Regions from separate parts of the Ovis aries genome. Here region 1 is linked to region 2. A link is a contact called in public Hi-C data. All regions are on one chromosome and are shown on one strand. The core of a region is the stretch at or near the end of the contact, and the rest is flanking DNA. Distances in the headings are between cores, read along the strand shown.

The links. Hi-C and Micro-C count contacts between places; a contact is called where the count stands out from the background.
Region 1: a contact with region 2 is called in a Hi-C map of blood, with 3 times the contacts expected there. The contact joins the promoter of TIMM10 here to the enhancer-like site in region 2. A contact is called at or near these places in 12 of 16 Hi-C or Micro-C datasets (blood, hypothalamus, liver and 5 more).

What each region holds. Positions count from the first base shown.
Region 1 is chr15:79,602,175-79,606,535 of ARS-UI_Ramb_v3.0, reverse strand. It overlaps TIMM10 (translocase of inner mitochondrial membrane 10), which reads left to right and starts at 2,068. Exons shown (of 3, transcript XM_012096450.4): 1 at 2,068-2,461; 2 at 2,584-2,700. The coding sequence starts at 2,630.
Region 2 is chr15:79,385,179-79,389,739 of ARS-UI_Ramb_v3.0, reverse strand. The region is part of intron 8 of P2RX3 (purinergic receptor P2X 3); the gene reads right to left. Among named protein-coding and RNA genes, the nearest start is that of P2RX3, 18 kb to the right of the region's middle. Within about 2 kb of position 1,604, at least 3 of the 54 cell types and tissues checked have an H3K27ac peak or open chromatin away from gene starts, as enhancers often do.

The sequences.
Region 1 (4,361 bases), core at 819-3,318, 220 kb before region 2:
TCCATTTTTGGCTGCAAAGAATATAATCAATCTGATTTTGGTATCAACCGTCTGGTGATGTCCATGTGTAGAGTCTTCTCTTGTGTTGTTGGAAGAGGGTGTTTGCTATAACCAGTGCATTCTCTTGGCAAAAGTCTATTAGCCTTTGCCCTGCTTCATTCTGTACTCCAAGGACAAATTTGCCTGTTATTCCAGCTGATTCTTGACTTCCTACTTTTGCATTCCAGTCCCCTATAATGAAAAGGACATCTTTTGTGGGTGTTAGCTCTAGAAGGTCTTGTAGGTCTTCATAGAACTGTTTAACTTCAGCTTCTTCAGTGTTACTTTTCGAGGCATAGACTTGGATTACTGTGATATTGAATTGTTTGCCTTGGAAACGAACAGAGATCATTCTGTCATTTTAGAGATTGCATCTAAGTATTGCATTTTGGACTCTTTTGTTGACTATGATGGCTACTCCATTTCTTCTAAGGGATTCCTGCCCACAGTAGTAGATATAATGGTCATCTGAGTTAAATTCACCCATTCCAGTCCATTTTAGTTCACTGATTCCTAAAATGTTGACGTTCACTCTTGTCATGTTTGACCACTTCCAATTTGCCTTGATTCATGGACATAACATTCCAGGTTCTTATGCAATATTGCCCTTTACAGCATCGAACCTTACTTCTATAACCAGTCCTATACACAATTGGGTGTTGCTTTTGCTTTGGCTCCATCTCTTCATTCTTTCTGGAGTTATTTCTCCACTGATCTCCAGTAGCATACTGGGTACCTACTGACCTTGAGAGTTCATCTTTCAGTGTCCTATCTTTTTGTCTTTTCATACGGTTCATGGGGTTCTCAAGGCAAGAATACTGAAGTGGTTTGCCATTCCCTTCTCCAGTGGACCACATTCTGTCAGACCTCTCCACCATGACCTATCCATCTTGGGTGGCCCCACAGGGCATGGCTTAGTTTCATTTAGACAAGGCTGTGGTCCGTGTTATCAGATTGGGTAGTTGTCTGTGATTGGGGGGGGGGGGCGGGAGTCTAACAGAAGCTGAATAAAACATACTGTATACTGGACTCCTCTTTCTATAAGAAGGCGCCTCGCTGGTCTCTGCAACCCCAGAGACAATTCAGGGATCTCCTCACAGCCGTATTCACCGGAAAGCCCTCTTGAACTCTGGCTCTCAAACCTGCCTGCACAGGGGAATCGCAGGGGAATTCTACAATGGACCTGTTAAGTAGTTAGAATAGGAAAAAGGAGCCCAGGATGGCGGTGGCTAAAAGACAAGGATCGGAAAAGCCCAAGAAAATAGAATGAAGGAAGGTCCTAGGACCAGAGTGAGGACCTCAGGTAAAACAAACAGCACCCCTGGCGAGCCCAATTTACACAGGGCAGGCCCAGGGGAGGAAAAACACACACAAAGAGGGGCCCAAGGGCCAGGGCGCGCTCTCTCCCCCCTTTCCGCGCCGTTTGGGTTGGCTTTCCTTTATTTTCTAAGTACAACAGAGCTGTAACACGGAGCTATCCAAGGGTTTTAACCTCCGTCGCTTCAAATTCTTGCTGTGACGAGACAGAACCGAGGAAATTACACACTCCCACCACATACCGATGCCTGGGTCCTGGCCCCAGGGATTCTGATTTATTTGGTGCGAAGTGGGCCCTGGACACTGGGGTGATTTTAGGCGGCCCAGGTGGGGTTACATGCATCTAAGGGCTGCCGTTTGAGGACGCCCTTCCTTCTCTGCACCAGACCTGCACTCCGACCTCCGCGGAGGGTGAGGTTCACCGAGCTCGGTACCCCTGCCCGCTCTGACAGTACCCATAAACTCAAGCCGCTCGGCCATCCCCGCTAGGGACCCTAACGCTACCTGCTGCGGGCGCTCTACGCCCCGCCGCAGCCTCTATGGTACCCTGCAGTCCTCTCTAGCACCTGGAGGACTCCCTCGCCTTCGGCAGGAGCCAGCCGCTCCCTCTCTATGGTGGCGGAATTCCCGGCGCCGCCTGCGGCGGGGGCCTTCACGCCGGAAGCGCGGCCTGAGCGGAAGGGAGGCGGGACTTCCCGCCTGCCGCGCCCCACGTGCTTCCGCCCTGCCGCAGCAGCGCCCACGGTGAGTTTGTGGCGTGTGCCGGAGGCCGGGGGCCCTGGGGGCGTGAGGGGGAGGCCCGGGCCTCGGGGAGAGACTCGGATCGCGCGGCGACCCCGACGACGGCGCCGCCGCTCCAGGGCTGTGGCCTCGGGCCCGGCCCCGCAGGGCCGCGTCGCATCGGGTCCGCAGGGCCCCGCGCGTTCGTGCAGGCCGTTCGGGGCCCCGTCCCGGACCCCAGCTTCTTCTCCCGGAGAGACGCCACCTTGAGGGGCTGGGCGTCAGGGCGTCGGGACCCGCTCTGCAGGCCTGCCGTCGCCGGCTCTGCGACCTTGGGCGGGGCCTCGGTTCCGACGTCTGACACTGAGTGCTTGAGCTTGCCGAGGTCAGCGGCCCCTCCTGGTCGGATGCCCTTGCGATTCCTCCACGTCCTGCAGCCCCTGGACGGGAAAGCGGCTGGGCGGGCTGGGTGCTGACCGTGATGTCTACCCCCACCCCCAAACCCAGGAACTAGGAGGCCCGCTGGAGATCTCTTCCAGGGCGCAGGGCTGAGATGGACCCCCTCAGGGCCCAGCAGCTGGCCGCAGAGCTGGAGGTAGAGATGATGGCCGACATGTACAACAGGTAAGGCCGGTCCTGCTGCTCACGTCTTAGAGACTGCTCCCAAGTCATCCTCTCCAAGGGCAGAGGTGGGCGACTTCCGAAAAATCTTCGTCTCAATCTAGGATAAACTGAGGTCCATACTTCCCAGCACCCACCTCCACCCCCATGCAAGCATGCATGCATGCCCAGTGGCTGAGTCGTGTCTGACTCTTTCCCACCCCTTGGACTGTAGCCGGCCAGGCTCCTCTGTCATGGGATTTCCCAGGTAAGACTGAGTGGGTTGCGTTTGCTTCTCCACCCACCTCCATGGTTAAGGGCTAATGCAGCCGCAACGTGGACTCACTAGAATGACTTGGACATTGGGGTTGGGATGGAATTGATGATGGAGGAGCTGTGCAGGAAGAGAGACCAGGCTCTGGTTGGGTTCTGGGGACAGCAGAGCAGTTGCTTTTTGACAGATCTGGCATAACCCGTTTAGCAGTGTTGAGCACTTTGTAGGCATTATCTTTTTATAATCTCCACTGAGTTCCCTTGTCCCATTTTTAAGGTGAGGACATTGAGGCTTGTAGAGGTTCAGCAGCTTCCTCAGGGTCCACAGCTCGTCGGTAGCAGTGCCAGGACCAGGACTTCAATCTGACTCCAGACGAGTCATTGGGCAGATTTGGGAACAAATCACAGCCACATCAACCACTACTACTCTGGCCTTGGGCAAGTTACTTGGACTTGCAGACTGGTGGTTATCCCAGCTATAAAATGGGGTGCGTAATATTGGAGAAGACTCTTGTGAGTCCCTTGGACTGCAAGGAGATCCAACCAGTCCATTCTGAAGGAGACCAACCCTGGGATTTCTTTGGAAGGAATGATGCTCAAGCTGAAACTCCAGTACTTTGGCCACCTCATGCGAAGGGTTGACTCATTGGAAAAGACTTTGATGCTGGGAGGGATGGGGGGTAGGAGGAGAAGGGGATGACAGAGGATGAGATGGCTGGATGGCATCACTGACTCGATGGACATGAGTCTGAGTGAACTCCGGGAGTTGGTGACGGACAGGGAGGCCTGGCGTGCTGCGATTCATGGGGTTGCAAAGAGTCGGACACGACTGAGCGACTGAACTGAATAGTACCTTCCTCATAAAGACATTATAAATATTAAATGTTAAAATATAAGACTTATCAAGCCCAACACAAGTAGGCAGTCAATAATTATTTGCTTTAAAAAAATTTTTTTTATTATATATTTTTTTATTTTTTTTTAATTTTATTTTTACTTTATTTTACTTTACAATACTGTATTGGTTTTGCCATACATTGACATGAATCCACCATGGGTGTATACAAGCTCCCAATCCTGAATCCCCCTCCCATATTTGCTATTTTTATTGGCTAAAACTGTCTGGCATCCTCCTTTGGTTAGTTGGGTTTGTCTTGGAGGCTGTCTGTGAGAATGATTTTCTAGAGTGAGCTGTGGAGTCAGGCTCCACGCGTGCGTGTGAGTTGCTTCGGTCGCGTCCGACTCTGCGGCCTCATGCACTGTAGCCCACCAGGCTCCTCTGTCTGTGGGATTCTCGAGGCAGCGATACTGGAGTGGCTTGCCATGCCCTCTTCCAGGTGATGTTCCCCACCCAGGGATCGAACCCATGTCTCTTAGGTCTCCTGCGTTGGCAGGTGGGTTCTTTACCACTG
Region 2 (4,561 bases), core at 355-2,854:
CTCATCTGTAAAATGGGGGTGACCATACCAGTCCTGCCAGCATGCTTGGGGCTGCGAACACGAGCTCGGGGGTCAGCCTGCCAGAGCTCGGATTCCAGCTCCAGTACTGTTTGCTGCGTAGTCTGGGGGCAGACAGACGCAACCTCTGAGCCTCAGATTTCCAGTTATAAAATCCTCCCTCTTCAGAGTCGATGGGGTAATCCACAAAGGGCACTTGCCAAGTCCCAGGCTCATGAGTAAGTGCCCAGGAGTGTCAGGCAGTAGCCTCTACCCATCCTGCTGGCTGTTGTGCGGGTGGGTAGACACGAGAGTGGGAAAGGGCGGAATGAACTCGATCGCTCTAATTGCCTCGCCTCTCACCATAAGCTAAAGGAAGCAGAGACGAAATCGGAGGAGAGAGAATTCCAACCCATACCCCTGAGCCGAGGGGACCTGCACGTGTTTCTGCAGAAATGATGGAAATGACTGATTTTATCACACTTTCTACGGCTTTTGGAAGGAGAAAAAATCCAGATTGCAGAAAGTGCGATCAAAGCCAAGGGTGCCGTTCGATTCTGTCTCTGTCAATTGGCCCGAGAGCTCGCCGAGTTGCACGTTGCAACATGGAAGTGGAACACACGCCAGATTTCAGAGTTTCATGAAAGCTGCGGTGGGGACGTTTCCAACACCAAACGATCGCTAGAAACACCTACGGCACGGGGAACATCTCGCAGCTGAACAAGTGTTTTCTGTCCCAGACTCTGAGAGAGGAAATCCAAGACTGCGTTGCCTTTCAGTATAGCAGAGCTGTCTTGGGAGCTCTCAGGGGAGGAACGAGAAATTCGATTGTGCAAAACGCACGGTTCTGATTCTGTCGTTCCAGCAAGCAGGGTGGGGGTGGGGGGCTATATCCCTGACAGCTGCTGAGTGGCCACAGATCAGGTCCCTGGATTTGAGGACTCACGTCCTCTTCACTGGGCTGTGTAACCTTGGGCAAGTCTCAAGAATCTTCCTGAGCCTTCCTTGGGGGTGAGAGGCAGAGGATGAGCTGTAAATCCTATCAAAGAGCAGTCTGAGAGGGCTCTTCCTACTTAACTCTAGGGGCTCCCAATCTGAGGTCCAGGGATAAGCTTTTCAAGGTCTTCAAAGCCCTGGAATTCTATGCTGTATGAATATAAATGCAGAGAGAGAAAAAAAAAAAAAAAAAAAAAAGATGGCCAAACAGCCCAAGAGGTTAACTTTCCATAAAAGGAACAGAACCGGGGGAGGGGAGGGTGCTGCCCTGCCAGTCCTCTGGCTTGGATTTGCTGTTCCGAGAGTGGACTTCACCTTATTCGTAGAAATCGAGGATCCTGTACAGAAAGAAATCGCCTGCCAAATTGCTCACACGTGTCAATACGTGCATTTTTCTGGGGCAATCAAGGTTTTCAAAGGGGCGTGGAAGGCTCAGAGGCCTCCAGGAGGTAGGGCAGAGCTGGGACTTCACAGTGGAAAGCTGTCAGGGTTGTGCTGGGTGTCTCTACTGACCCCGCTGCTCCCTGCCGGACCCTGCTCCTCCCTGCCTGACCCCGCTCCTCCCTGCCTGACCCCGCTCCTCCCTGCCTGACCCTGCTCCTCCTTACCCGACCCTGCTCCTCCCTAACTGACCTGCTCCTTCCTGCCTGACTTGCTCCTCCCTGCCTGACCCGGCTCCTCCCTACCTGACCCTGCTCCTCCTTACCCAACCCTGCTCCTCCCTAACGGACCCTGCTCCTCCCTAATGGACCCTGCTCCTCCCTAATGGACCCTGCTCCTCCCTGCCTGACCCCGCCCCTCCTCCTTGCCCCTCCTCACCCTGGGCTGCCCCGGCCTTTGCTTCTCTTGCCTGCTGCTCTGTGTCCCGGGGCCGGGGCCGGGAACGGCTTCCTGCCCTCATCCCTTCAGACCTGGCCCGTCACCAGCGTCCTGCTGCTGCCCCCTCTGTGGACGCTGCACTGTCCTTTGAGGCTCTCCTCTCCGCTTCAAGACAGTCCCTTTACCCAGCTCTCCTCCAGTTGCTCAGCTGGCATGTGCCATCCATTTCCTGCTGAGACCCTGACTGATAGAGGATTTCCAGTTCGTCTTTGCACTGTCTCTGCCTAGCCACTCACACAGACTCACACGTGTTCCCTGACGTACTCTCACTCAGCCTCACCGACTCACACCACTGATACACGTGCTCACTCACACACATTCATCCCCAAACGCACGTACACACCCGTTCACCGGCAGAAGGACACTCAGTGGCCCCACAGCACTGCCTGCCCGGCCCTCTGGGGGATGCAGTCAGCTCTCTGGTTAAAATCCTGCCCCGCTAAGCCGTGGGGGCACCCAACACGCAGAAGCCCGTCTGCTGGGGTGGCTGTCACCTTGTGCACCCTGGAATTGGTGACTCTCGCCAGTTCTTATTTCTTAAAATTTTTAAATTAATAATTTAAAAAGAATCCTTTGGCCATGCTGCGCGGTCTGTGGGCCCTTGGTTTCCCAGCCAGTCTGCTGCATCGGCAGTGGGGAGTCTTGGCCTCTGGGCCTCCAGGGAAGTTGTGACAGTCCCTATTTTCAGAAATGCTGCACTCTGTCTGGGACTGATGTGGACGAACCCACCCACTGCACATGCTCAAGGTATTTGGAAAGAAGCCTCATGAAAACACTAAGTTAAAATGGCCTTTGGAACCTTACACCACATAGAAGAGACCTGGGAGTAAAAATAAAATCTTTCCACTCAATTTCAGGTAGGGACAGATGGGAACCTTCAGGAGATCACACAAAGAAAGATTAATTTAGATGGACGGCACCAGGTGCTTTGGGTGGGAGTGGAAGGGAGACGCATGTTGGCTCAATACCAGGTCACCTTTCCAATGACTGGAGCCATCAGTGACAGACAGACCCCGTCTGGGGCTGCATCGCAGAGACTGCCATAGGGACTGGGGGCAAATGACCTCCAAGGCTCCTCCAACGGGCACCTGTGACCTTGGCCTCATCACCTGCCCCTTCGGAGGGTCTACTTCCTTATCCGTTAAATGGCCGAGTTAGTCGAGGTGCCTTCGACAGCTATAAATCCTCTAAGTCTCTGACTTCTGCAAGCAAAGATCTTCAAGATCCTTGGGGTGGGGGCTGGCATTTGGAAGCGAGCTGCAGAAGTAATTAGGGATGGAAACTCGAGTCTCTAGCTGCCTCTGAACGTCTGAGTTTGCAGATTAAAAGAAGGCTGAAGCTTGGCTGAATGATTTCATTCCCTCCAGAGCAAACGGCAACAGCAGGACGTTGGGAAAAAAAAAAAAAATCTAGCCTCTTTTGGAGACGAGGAAGCAGATGAATTTGTTTGGGAGACAAAAGACTGGGCCAGGAATGGTGCCTCCAGCAGCAGCAGCTAGTCTTTCAGCCTCCCTGGACCTCAGACTCCTCGTCTTTAAAGGGGGGATGAATGTATTAACTACACTGGCCGCGCGAAAGGTGAATGCGCCCAACCTTCCTGACTGGAGTGGAAAGCAGCCAAGAAAACAGGTTTGCATCCAGGCACTCACGCTTACTGGCTCTGTGACCTCGAGAGAAGTATTTCACTCGCAAGCCTCTGCTTTCTCATCTGTGAAGTCGGGGGAGGGAAGCTCCTTTGGGCAGGGGGTGAGGAGCTTTGAGCAAACGCACATGGGACAGACACTTCACACACTGGCAAGAAGCCTCGTGAGACTCTTCAGAGCAGACACACTGGATCTGCACCGCGGCTGAGCTGAATGAGCCTGGCCGTAACCCTGCTCTCTTCTCTGAGGTTTTGGGTCGGTGGCCAGGAGCCTCCCCGACAGGTGACCTCAGCATAGGATTGGGTGTTCGTGTGGAGCCCGTAGTTTGTGGCAACATGAGGGTAGTGGCTGGCTCCCCTGGGGTGGGGAGTAAGGTTGGGGGGTGCTCTGAGCGGGCAGAGCCAGGGCCACAGAAATGCCCCCTGTGCCCTTACCCTTTTGGGCCCTCTAGAAACTCTTAAACCATAAGGGTCAAATAGAGCATCTTTGCCTCTTCACACTCGAGCCAAAATCACCACGACGGTGACTGCAACTGTGAAATTAAAAGGCACTTACTCCTTGGTAGAAAAGCTATGACAAGCCTAGACAGTGTGTTAAAAGGCAGAGACATTAATTGGCTGACAAAGGTCCATATCATCAAAGCTATGGTTTTTCCAGTAGTCATGTACAGATGTGAGAGTTGGACCATAAAGAAGGCTGAGCACTGAAGAACTGATGCTTTCGAACTGTGGTGTTGGAGAAGACTCTTGAGAGTCCCTTGGACTGCAAGGAGATCCAACCAGTCCATCCTAAAGGAAATCAGTCCTGAATATTCTTTGGAAGGACTGATGCTGAAGCTGAAACTCCAATACTTTGGCCACCTGATACAAAGAACTGACTCCTTGGAAAAGACCCTGATGCTGGGAAAGATGGAAGGTGGGAAGAGAAGGGGACGACAGAGGATGAGATGGTTGGATGACATCAGCGACTCAATGGACATGAGTTTGAGTAAGCTCTAGGAGCTGGTGATAGACAGGGGGGCCTGGCGTGCTGCAGTCCATGGGGTC